2 separate regions of the Gasterosteus aculeatus genome follow, and region 2 is linked to region 1. The links are chromatin contacts, called in public Hi-C maps. All regions are on one chromosome and are shown on one strand. The core of a region is the stretch at or near the end of the contact, and the rest is flanking DNA. Distances in the headings are between cores, read along the strand shown.

Region 1 (6,318 bases), core at 1,678-4,177:
ATAGAGATGTCGTGGCTGGACCTGAATTGGCGGTTGGATGTATAGTCAATGAGGTTATTTTACATTTTTGTATAATGACCCTGTCTGGAGGGTTCACAGACTTTCAAGCCCCCCCTTTAGCTGCTTCTTTTAACTCTAAATGGTCTACGGCCATGGCCACTTCTTCTGTGGTTGATTTGTCTCTTAGTGGTTGTCTTCCCTCCCTGCATGGCCCTTTTTTTTATTTGTCTCACTGGGGTCGTTTTGAGTATCTCTGCAGCCGTTCTGCATCAAGTTAAGATTATTTTGTGTCTCTTTGTGGGTGTCTCTGTATCCATCCTTGACACTGACGGGTGAACTACCTTTTACTGAGGCTGATCACATTCTTGCCTTTGTGTAGCACATGGCTGATACCGAAATGCCACAGTGAATGGCATTGTTAATGATGGAGGGGACAATGGTGGATGCCTATCGGGCCCCCTCCGGCCCTGGCTGCCCAGACCTCAGCCTTCCTGCCAGGCGTGGGCTCTGACATTTTGATGGAACACACGGGGTCGGGGGCGATAACAAGCCACCGTTGAGATGTCTCCGCTGATCTGGGCTCCGTCCGCCATCCTGTGACTTTACCTCAGCGACGGCAGCGCTATTAAAACTATTAAACGCGGTCATTACTCTCAGTCCGCCGGCTGGGAAGCTGACCTTTTCTACCGGCGTTGGTTTTGGAGGTAAATGCTGATTAGCGTTGGGGCACTGAGCAGGAATGTGACAGTGATGTGGGGGCAGGTGTGGTCCAGACAGCAGGTCGCTGAGCACCAGACGGTCTTTTCAGACGGCCGTAGCATTATGTAATAAAACATAATGCTGGATTTGTGTCTTAAAATACAAACTATGCAGCACATGTGATCAGTTTTTGGCATAGGAGATGGAGTTCACTTTATATGTGAAGCTCATTTTAATTTGGTCAAAACAGGGATTGCGGTCGACCCCACTTTATAAAAGTAGGAATCAAAATATTGAACGTTGCCCTACAACACTGCCGGGTAATGTTGTCATTACCTTACGCAGTGACGCCCTTCCCACGGCTCTGGAGGCTGTCCTTGCCGACGGCAGCCGATCATTGGCTGATACCGGAGGCTCGTCAGCTGCATAAACTCACCTGTGCTGCTCCATGGTCTCCCCCTCTGCGGCTGACACCCAGCCTGCTTCACCGTGCACACCCCTTTACCTCAATGCACCGTGGACATGTGGTTAAACGGCACACTTGTTTTAATAAATCGCCCCAGCGTTCCGTGAGTCCATAGAGTGTGTTTATAGATGTTTGTGGCTTTCGATTGCTAACTGTTCGACTCAACCAGCCAAAGGAACACTTCTTGTGATGTCGCGATGTTTCTTTTTCTCACTGTCGGGTCCAGTAAGTGGCGGTTCTGTGGGCAACAGTAACAAGGAACAGTGGATGGAAGTCGGTTTTTCTTTGAGTTCATAGATCACAATGAATCCTTGCCTGGAAGTAGATGCACGGCATTTACTCATTGTGTGATTTCAGATGTTAAACCTTGTTTAAAACATTTTTGAAAGCGGAGTTGTGCTCAGGTGTGTATCGTTAGAAACGTATACATGAATATAAACATCAATGTCATCGGTAGTGAGTGAAACTGCACAAGGGCAAATGCTACCAGTTGATTGATTGGATTTATTGATCTCTGTTTTATAAACCATCGCTCATACATTATGGACCACTTATGATATTAATATTTCTCTTGGATGGCAATTTCCTAGTATCATTGTTCTGATTAATATTGTTAGCAGGAGAAGAGGATGCTTTGATATTATTGATATAACAACATTGTGCGCTTGGGAAACGTCTAAACCAATCCCCCAATTCTCTTCTTCCTCTTAGAAATATGCCATGGGTGGGTGGGCAGATTGTGGGGTAAAAATAAAGAGCAAGGAGAATGAGTCACCATTCCCTCCATCCCAGTCTGGATATAAATACACCCTCATAAACATACGCGTACTCGTACGCGGCGCCACGCGTGGCTGACGTTACATAAGCTGGAGCGTGGGAGGTGTGATGCGAGGCATGATTAATTCATCGGTGTGGGACTCGAGTGAGGAGTAGCTCTTAAAAACGAGCCCCCACCCCCCCGAACGTAGCTGCTGTTTGGGTTTGAAGTTGATGCTCCGTCCTGCGTGGACAGACTCTGAGAATCCGAGTGTTGACAGAGGCTCGAGTGAACTGACAGTCGGCCCGGAGGCTGCGGCGCCGAGCACTTATCAACCCTGACAGGAAGTGAAGCCAAAGATCAGGTTGTCATAGTATTTGAGCAGAAGTGGAGACGCGAGGATGTGCTGAGAAATGTCCTCGCCGTTGAACCAAGGATGGCGTGCGTGATGCGTACATTTCAATTAGAAGCCACGCTGAACCCATGTTTTTCTTGGTACTTTCTAAATAGCTGACGGAGCCAGCCAACACGGAGAACTTAATTATTCACCAGGACCTGTGTTTGTGTCCACCCGTCCCAGAGACGGCCAACAGTGTCTTTTAGCAAGGTAAAAAAAGAATAAACCGTGAGCTGAAAGATGCCAAAATGCAATGAGCCGTGCGTCATTGTACACGAGGAGACACAAACAGCTGTCTCCTGACCTGTTGTTATTTGACCCGGCCATCTTCGCTTCGTCCTAGTGTGGACTTTGCCTCTTTTTTCACCACGTTACCACATTTCCTTGGAGTCAGCACTGCACTGGGTTGCTATCGTGCATTTTTTAAGCCTGGCACCACAAAATTGAACAGCATTTTCCAGAGTGTTTGTAAAGATTGAGATTTTATTTTTGACTGGATATCATCTCTTCCTGACTAATGAAATAAAAGCTTTGGGGGGGTCGGATGGATAAATGTGTAAAAGAGTTCCGGCTGACATGTGTTTCTTGTTTCCTCCACAGGGGGCGATAGAGAGCTAAATAAAACCAGTGACTGCTGTATGATTCATGGTTTTCCACTTCAGTCAAAGCAGTGGTACTTTACCAGAATGAATGCTTCATCATTCGAAAAACAATTTACAACCTTACACCTTTACTTGTCTGTAACTGGGTGGATGGGGAAGCCGCAGCTTCAGCGGCGATGAAGCGTGACAGCTGCCGGCATTTGATTTTGATTACAGCTAAACGATTGAAACGACTTTTATTCCCACGTCGTCCGTCAGCAGCGATCAGACTTGACTGTGAAAGAAGATGTTGATTTGGTCCTTGGAAGAAAGTCGGCGTCCGAAGTTTTAAAGAAAGCATCTGAAGTATTCTGCGTGACCTTGACAGTTGTGTTAAGTAAGAAGTGACCTACTTTCACACTGAATTTCATAAGGGAACAAACAAGTAACAATCATATTCTCCTGTTGATGTCAGATGTTTGTCGGTTAAGGGACGACACCGAAGTGAAACAAACCAGTTCAACCAGTCAACTGAAACAAAACAAATAAACCACACACATATAACAGCATGCATAGCGCTTGAACATTTAAAATGTTCTAGTTTGAGTATGTTTCCTTTTCTGTTGTATCTGTTCTGCGCAGTTGGAGGTAGAATAAATGACGGGGTTTATGGCGACTAACGGCAGATGAATGGGGCTTTAATGTGACACAAACATGCGCGTGGGGGTGTGAGGTTATAAACGTCACACGCGCGAGGCATTGACCTCGCAGCACTCAGCGAGCAATTAATAGATCAATACATCTGACCTCCGGATGTCTTTACTGTTTACCCTCCTCTGGTTCCACAGGCTCACAGGGGCAGCAGAGGGATATTAAGTGCTGCATGTAGCTCATAAATCAGCTGATGTATGAAGCACCAGGCGAGCTGCATCCTCTTCAGCAAAGCGTCTGTCTCTTTCTTTCCTCTTCCTTTTTTTCTGTTTTCTCAGTGAAGCATCGGAAAGTAGAAACAATAGAGCTGACTTGATTCTTTTTCCCCTGTTTTTTTTATTCATTCCTTTTTCCCTCCGTCTTCTTCCCGAGGATGTTTTCCAGCACTTCAGAGTGCAAACAAGTGGAAAGGATTTTAAATGTAAAGGGATGGAATAGTTACATAAGAAGTGAACTCGGAAGCGTGCACTGGCACATTGATGGGTCTTGACAACCCGTAGGTGCTTTGTCACATTGGAGATGTTGGTTTCTCATGTGCTGTTTTAAAAAAAGAAGTAGGACATATGCCAGTAAAAAGCTTCATTCACTTTCACTTCTCTATTCCCACGGGTCAATACAATCCTTTTAAAATGAAATAATGAGAATCTAAGAAATGTAAGACACAAAGAAATGTTTCGTAAATTAATCATTAGTACTTTTTTTTTCTTTTCTATTTTAATGATTTGTAAACCCAGTAAGAACTAACACACTTAGTCTAACAAGGCCTCATAGGCTCTCTAGCGTACTTACTTAATCAATAGTGGCGTAATGTGTGTGTGTGTGTGTGTGTGTGTGCGCATGGGTGGTCCCTGCTATTCTGCCTAAAATTGTATTTTCTTACATTTTATGACTAAAAAAGTATTTTATTTAAAATGACATTATTTTTCAGTTCGAATTCTCTAGTTGAAATGCTACTTTGTGTATACAATAACAACAACAATAACAAACACAGTTGCCAGTGACTTAAATCCCTTTTTTCCCCATTTTGATGCTCAGCCTGAACTTCAGTAAGTTGTCTTGACCACGTCTACCTGCCTGAATGCATTGAGTTGCTGCCGGCCGCTGAGTGTATATATATATATAGTTGTGGTATGATGCGTTTTCGGAGGTATTGTTTTTTCGCAGGGGGCAATCTCACAAGTAGAAGACAACTGTGTGTTGTGGATTTGGGGGGGAAACGTTCCTTTTAACTAGCATTCCAATAATAAAAAATTCCTCTTCTACTCCACCCTGGGATGGAATTATTGAATTTCTCTCCCCACATTTACTGTCGTATAAACAGACACTCGAAGCACTTTCCCTTATTAGTGCAGCCCGGCCTCACCAACACCAGGGACTTTTCCCTCACGTGGTAACGTCACTGGAAATGTTGACACCTCACCAGCCCGCCCGCCCCAAAGAAACACTCCCCTCCAGCATCTGGGTTTTTGCGTGTCCGGCCTCGGCCCCCCCACATCCCTTTACGCGGCGATGTCCTCGGCGTCTCGCTCTGCAGGCTCTGCGCCTGCAGCAGAATGGAAACTCGGCCGGGCCGTCGTAAAAATCCACTGGCACCAAGTGTGTGGCAGTGACTCCACCCACGGCCGGGCTGCTGGACGTGCTTTAAAGAGTGGCTGAAATAACCTTTTTCCCTTCTGGACAATAAGTAGGTCACATGGGAACGGTGGGGGGAAAATGTCAGTGTGTGTGTGGGGGGACGGTATTTTTCCTAAGGGCTCATTTTGCATGGCATTGAGAGCCTGCAGGGGCAGAGCAACCTGTTGAAAAAGGCTGTTCACCTCAGCCAGCCCCTCTTCTGTTTCCGAGAAGCAGCGCTGCGCGTGAAGCACGTCGGGAAAAGTGATTTTCTCGGCAGTGATTAGTGTAAAATGTTCCACTTCAGCTCCACTGATTAAACATCAAATCCACATACGGTGCGATTCTCAAAGTTGGGCCTTTTTAAAAAGTGTCTTTTAGCTTGAGTGGATTTCGGCTCTAACCAAGAAGATCCACACAGACAAATGTCCATATGAAGTAGGTCTAAATCTGGGCTTTCTTCCCCACACAGTCACACACAGGCCTTTGCTGTTTGTATCGTTGTGCGCTGCATTTGCCTCGAGGTGAAACAAAGTCAGCTGTCTTCCCATCATCACTGCTCTGCAGCCATGATGGACGACGTGGGATTACCGTCAAATGTTCTCCCACGAAGGGCCAACAACAGTCAAGGCTGGTCACACACACACATTGCTTCCTTTTTATATTGATGAGTATCTCTGGATCTGTGCCCGGCCGCGTGCTTTGACCCCTTGATCCCAGCGTGCCGTGGAAGACGTCTGCGAGAACCTTGTGAGTTCATGGTTTCCCTTTTGTCTGCCTGGCACTGAAACATGCGATGCACGTGTGAACAGATTATACACACGTTCCCTTTACACGCCGGATTTCATTGGCGGAAGCTTGCTGATTTGAAGAACCACTGGAACCAGTTATAAAGAATGAAAATAAAAACACTTGTGTGCAACTTTCACAAAGCAAAGTAGTGTTTTTATGTGAATGCTCACATCATGACGCTGCTAACATGCTAATGTTTATCGGGTGTGATGCCAACACTGTGTGTCACCTTAGTTTGGCGTTTTCGCATGCTGACATTTGATGATTCCCACTAAACAAAGGCTGCAGCTGGTGGGACTGG
Region 2 (5,738 bases), core at 116-2,615, 52 kb after region 1:
TACTGATAAGAGAAATAGACAGAAACACTCAAAAATAATAAATAAAATACATTTTTAAAAATCGAACTGGAGAAAATTGGACAATGACACATCACGTCAGCTCTCTCATTCTATCTGCTGTCTCCTGTCCGTCTCCTGTCCGTCTCCTGTGAGCTCTGGACATATCGGGCCTCAGAGAGCTTGTTTTTTGTATCATTAATAAACAGAACAGCAATTGTGGAACACAAGGTACAGCGCAAAAGGGGCCTTATATTGACTCAAAATGGTTAACGTATGACAACAGAATCAGTTCAAATGAATACTTCCTAAAGTACTTTGATACGTACACATGTGCATTTCAAGCACTGGCTGATGCCTCTTGATTACCCGTTGAAATATGAAATCTCCAGAAAGACGACGTTGCATTATCTATTCTGGAGACAAAGGGCTCCCTCTACAGGCAGCACGTGTGCACAGAGGCGATGGCTCTCTAGTTTGACAGCATCCCTGCCTTTGAAGGGCTGACATGCCTTTACTGTTGCAAGCCAGAACATCTACAAGGTAGTATTTTAGCATTTTGATATTCTATTTTCACTTCAGGGGCATATTTGATGCACATGCGAGAATTAACGGGAGACCCCAGCTAGTTATTAGTTTGTTTGGAACCATTGTTTAATCACGAGTATCTTAAGAAGTCTCTAAACTCAGCCAATCTTATTATTATAGCGTTTAATTGTATTTTCTCTTTCCCACCTCCTCTCTGTATTCCTGGACAAATTCAATGTTGTACATTTTGCAGTAAATGGCTGCTCTTTAGATTTTCCCTGTTGTTATATATATATATATATATATATATATATATATATATATCCCCTTTATTACATTTTTAATAAATAGAAAAATATAAAGTTATCTTATATCGTTTGTCTTCCTTGCTAAATAAGTTTACATTCTCTCAACGTTGAATACAAACTCCCCTTGAGCTGTACTCCGCACTGCTTCTTCAGTACTAATTAAATCAAGCACTTCATATCTGTGCTTCGTACACTTTATATTTCTATAACACGTAAACGTCCCTGTGCACAGCAGCGGTTCAGACATCCGTCCTGTCGCTCTGCTGCCACCTGCCGGCTCAGAAGTGCAATTCCAACACTAGAGTCCGACAACATACAGGTCGCATCCACCCAGCCGGGGGTCCTCCATCCACCCAGGCGGGGGTCCTCCATCCACCCAGGTGGGGGGTCTTCCATCCACCCAGGCGGGGGCGGTTCTCCATCCCCCGATACGGATCCGAAGCCCACTGGACCTGCTCAGCTCGGTGTCACGGCCACTAACAAGCTGCGTGTCTGCGTGTGAGCCCAAAGGACACAGCTGCGCGCCGCTGCAGGGGAGGGAGGGAGGGAGGGAGGGGAGGGGAGGGGGGAGAGCTGGTGTATAAAGTCAAAGGGCTGCACATATGGGCCACATTGACAGAGAGCCTGCCGATCAGAGGAGCATCACCGGGTCCCTTTGCGTCGGACTGATACACTGGATGGTTATTTTGGCCACTACTGGAGGATTACTCGCTCTCTCGAGGACTGGAGTCATGGACATGTGCATTTGGATTTCCGCGTTGTCACTGATGCACACCTGGATTATCTGCGCAGGTAACTTTCGACCTATTTAAACCCTTTATTACACCTTCAGTTTCACTTCAGCTCACCCCTTTGGTCTGATACCACCTGTGTTACTTTTCCACTTCCAATGTGAATCATGGCCGCAAAGCATCGTGAAATACAGTTGGGTCAAAATACGGGGCATTGTTTTGATCCCGATCATCTTGTTTCAGTGCTGTCGGCGCCCGCAGCGCAGACACCCGCTGCCTCCACCGACGCGCCGCCGCGGCGCCATGTGCGCAACAAACGCTGCTCCTGCGCCACTTTCCTGGACAACGAGTGCGTCTACTTCTGCCACCTGGACATCATATGGGTCAACACTCCTGAGTAAGTCCACAGCAACGGGTCCAACACGCGTCTCCAGTGGAGACACTTCAGAAATACCGGACAGAAGATTAATGAGCAAATATTCAGTATCGATTAATTGGAGGCGATCTTTTAACTGCAAATAAAGCAAAATGATAGTTTTCTCTTGGTGCGTTTTGATTTATAAATGTATAATATTGGAGTCTCGTTGGTTTTAACCTGCTTCTGTCCCCTTTGCGTTCAGGCGCGTGGTCGCGTACGGACTGGGCAGCGCTCCCCGGACGAGGCGCGCGCTCGCGGATCCTCGCTGCCAGTGTCTGCGCCAAAACGACGTGACCTGCACAAACTTCTGCCAGCTGGAGAGCCCCCCCAGGTACCAGCCCCCCCCAAACCCAGCTATCAGCTCCTCACGCGCCTCGTGCACAGCAATAAGACACGCGCGCAGCCACGCTAGAAACGAGTCGGTGCGGCACCTGTCCGTGAGACCGGACCCCTCTTCTCACCGCGGGGGGGTTTTCTCTGTGTGATCGCAGGTATGAGACGGACACGGCGATGCGCGCCGCCGAGGCCGGTGCGTGTGCGGGGCCGCAGTGCAAACTCAAGCTGGCGGGCGACACGGACACGATTAAGAGGTAAGAAAGTCTCAAAAACTGTTGGCAGAAAGAAACGCTCGTGTAATTAGAAAGTCACTCCCTCTCAGGGAACTTATTCCGTTTATTTATTTTGCATGGTGAGCCTGCAGAGATTAAGACACAGGCAGGACTTCCAAGATGAAGTCTAAAGCAGGATATAAAACCCTGAGATTGAAGAATAGAAGACTAGAAGACTCAGTTTGAGTAATGTGGGCTATAGAGCACAAACACCATTAAACATTAAGAAGAGGAGGGCCATCAGCTGGCAGCAGAAGGAGTGTGTTCTTCATCCATTGGCCTGAACGCCGGTGACGGTCTGCTGAATACCACCCGTCCACAAAGGCGGGCGTAACCTGGGCGATCTGGGTGACTGACTGTTTCCCGTCTGTGTGTGTGTGCAGGATGAAGAAGGGCAACAAGCAGCGGGTCTCGCCTCCGGCCATCAGGGCGGCCCCGAGTCTGCTGCTCAAGAGGTGGAGGGAGAGGCAGCGCCACCGGTCGAGGGCGCGGGAGGGCGAGCGCGCGGCCCTTCACTAAAAGCCCCCGCGGACAGACAATGAGAGCCTCACGGCTCAGAGGACGCTCATCTCCTAGGGGGTCACTGTCCCCCCCCCTTTGGACTCATGGGACAAATAGTATTTCAAAAGGGACATTACTGGAAGGACGTTGCAGGAAACGGAAAGCACTGCGCTGTGTATGGATGAAGGCGGTCCTGCTTATTATATTTCAAAATGTAATTGTTATACAAGATATAGTGTGTAATCGAGTGGACCATGTGCCTTTGTGCAAGGCACTTTACCACTGACTGAAACTAGTCTAGCTGTGCTGTACACTAGCTGCTAGGACCTTCGTTATGCTGGTGTTATCAAAGATATCGTAATTTAATGATTTTAACTAAATATGTGTGTGTTCCATTTATTTATTCTTTCCACACGTTGTAATTTGATGGCCACATTGGTCCGTCACGTTCTTGGGTTTGTCATTTCTATGAAATGTTTTGTTACCAAGTTGCCAAATTTTGGCCAAACTGAAATAAAATTTGTAAACCTTTTTATTTAAAAAAAAACAACAACTGTTCAACTCCATCATTATTGTCTTTTGTATTGTTATTGTTCGAGGGTATAATTGGATAAAACAGGTGGAACACAAGCAGTTCAGTGCTGAGAGGACTGCACATTGGTAAAAAAAACACACCAAAGGGGAAAGAGGAGTGAGACAGCGTGTGAGGCACGGGAATGGAGAGAGAGAGAAAGGGGGAGAGAGAGAGAGAGAGAGAGAGAGAGAGACGGACTTGCGTGACAACAGAAGAGTGTTGATGCGGAAGACAACGAGGCGAAGACCAGTAAAGAGCCACTGAGCGAACCAGAGCACTCATTTCTAAATCCACTGCAAGGACATGGAAGCTCCAGACACACGGCCCTTTAGCTGTGATGATCTCAGCATAATTCAAAGGACCCGTGTCCCTCTCATGCGTGATGTCCCTCACGCTACTCCGCCCCCTTCATTGACCACCAGAAGCTGCCCGCGTCGTTTCAAAACCACTCGCGTCCCGTGTTGCCAACAGAGGGGGAAAGCGACAAAACCTGCACCTTAGCTTCTTAACTGTGAGGATCGAAGGTTATTCGTATACATTTTTACCTTCACAAGCCCCTTTAGGAAGACTCCGCAGAGAGATTAAAGCGCCCCCCCTCTCCGTCGGGAAAACGAATGTCATACACGTTGTTCTTGGATGGCGTTCAGACACAGGGAGCGCCTTCCACTCGCCGCCATCACTCATCACGCGGCGGCGGGATCTGGCAGCCGTGAACAATCCAAATGCAAGCGGGTTGACGGGTCTTATCCCTGCAGCCCATTTAGCAAACAAAGCCTGGGTGCATTCTGCGCCTCGGCCCAGGCAGAGAAAGCAGTCGTGTCCTCCTGCGTGCAGAGTCCAACCCCAACACTAACGAGGTCACACTTTCCAGACAACAATAACACACTCAATATTGAGACAATAGAGAGAAAGTTTCGATGACATGAGTTCTGGATTTAATCCCATGATGCAAGTGGTTTTCAATTTAAAGTGTTTATTACAACATTACTCTACGATAGCATGGCTGTCCAACCTTTGGCTTTCACAGGTTACCTTAGTCACAACCACAATGCACCACTGACAGGAATGTCCCTGTCGGCTCGATGATTTCGACCAGTGGCGGCTGGAAAATGTTCCAGGCAATCTAATCAATTTCGGCAAACAAATGCAAAACAATTGAGGTATCAAACACATTAGTTTGCAGTCTAATATTTATTCCAACATGAAAAACAACACTTTGACAATCTTATTTTTGTCACCCTTACAGGTGATTCAGTATAATAGAAAATATGCACACACACACACACACACACACACACACACACACACACACACACACACACACACACACACACACACACACACACACACTTAATCATTTATGAACAAGACGCATGATGCAACACATGTTTGAGACAAAAGTATTCAGACTAAAAGCTTTAGAAGTAAAAAGCTTTAAATACTGTTGAGTAGTTTGAAATTATGCTGCATGTGACATGTTCTTTAAGCTCATCATACTATGTTATCTTTAATGCAAAATCTCAAATAAGATTTGTATTCAGTCAAATAACTAATAAATACAATATATTTCTCATATTTTGTAGAGTAGGTGCGTAAAGGCATTTTATGGAAATATTAAAGTACAAGGTAGGTCAACACTAATTGCACAACATGGGTTTGGACAACTATCTCGCTCCTTTACAAAAATAATAAGGGGTAATTATGAATGGCTGATATGATGGAGGGGAGTAAATTGTACTTAATGTGCTTGAGTGATTGATTCCAGCCCTTTTAACACACAGCCGTGGTTTATCAGGTCACCTTTATCAAAACGACTGCTGCTTATTTGCCTCTTTCACGCTTATCTTCCAACTCATCCCGGCCTTTACGTCACGAGCGAGCCGCGGCTTTATCCCGTTCTCAGCTCCTCCGCCGCCGCCGCTCTGCCAGACGCCTCCATGTACTGTGCATCCGGAACACAGCGCTTCACTTTTTCCACATTTTGTTATGTTACAACCTTATTCCAAAATGGATTAAATTCATTATATTCCTCAAAATTCAACCCGTAACGACAAAGTGAAAACTTTTTTTTGC

The links. A called contact is a pair of places that touch in the nucleus more often than the background predicts.
Region 2: a Hi-C map of liver shows a contact between it and region 1, with 16 times the contacts expected there. The contact joins the promoter of edn1 here to the enhancer-like site in region 1. A contact is called at or near these places in 6 of 6 Hi-C or Micro-C datasets (blood and trunk muscle, liver, skeletal muscle and 2 more).

Annotation. Positions count from the first base shown.
Region 1 is chr10:4,072,599-4,078,916 of fGasAcu3.hap1.1, forward strand. No RefSeq gene overlaps it. Among protein-coding and RNA genes, the nearest start is that of hivep1, 8.6 kb to the right of the region's middle. Within about 2 kb of position 2,928, at least 3 of the 9 cell types and tissues checked have open chromatin away from gene starts, as enhancers often do. A contact at or near this core is called in liver, where this site is marked.
Region 2 is chr10:4,126,616-4,132,353 of fGasAcu3.hap1.1, forward strand. edn1 (endothelin 1) reads left to right here and starts at 1,366. Exons shown (of 5, transcript XM_040187992.2): 1 at 1,366-1,625; 2 at 1,808-1,961; 3 at 2,185-2,313; 4 at 2,474-2,572; 5 at 2,974-3,638. The coding sequence starts at 1,436. The coding sequence ends at 3,109. All of the region lies in intron 2 of LOC120826063 (a long non-coding RNA gene), which reads right to left.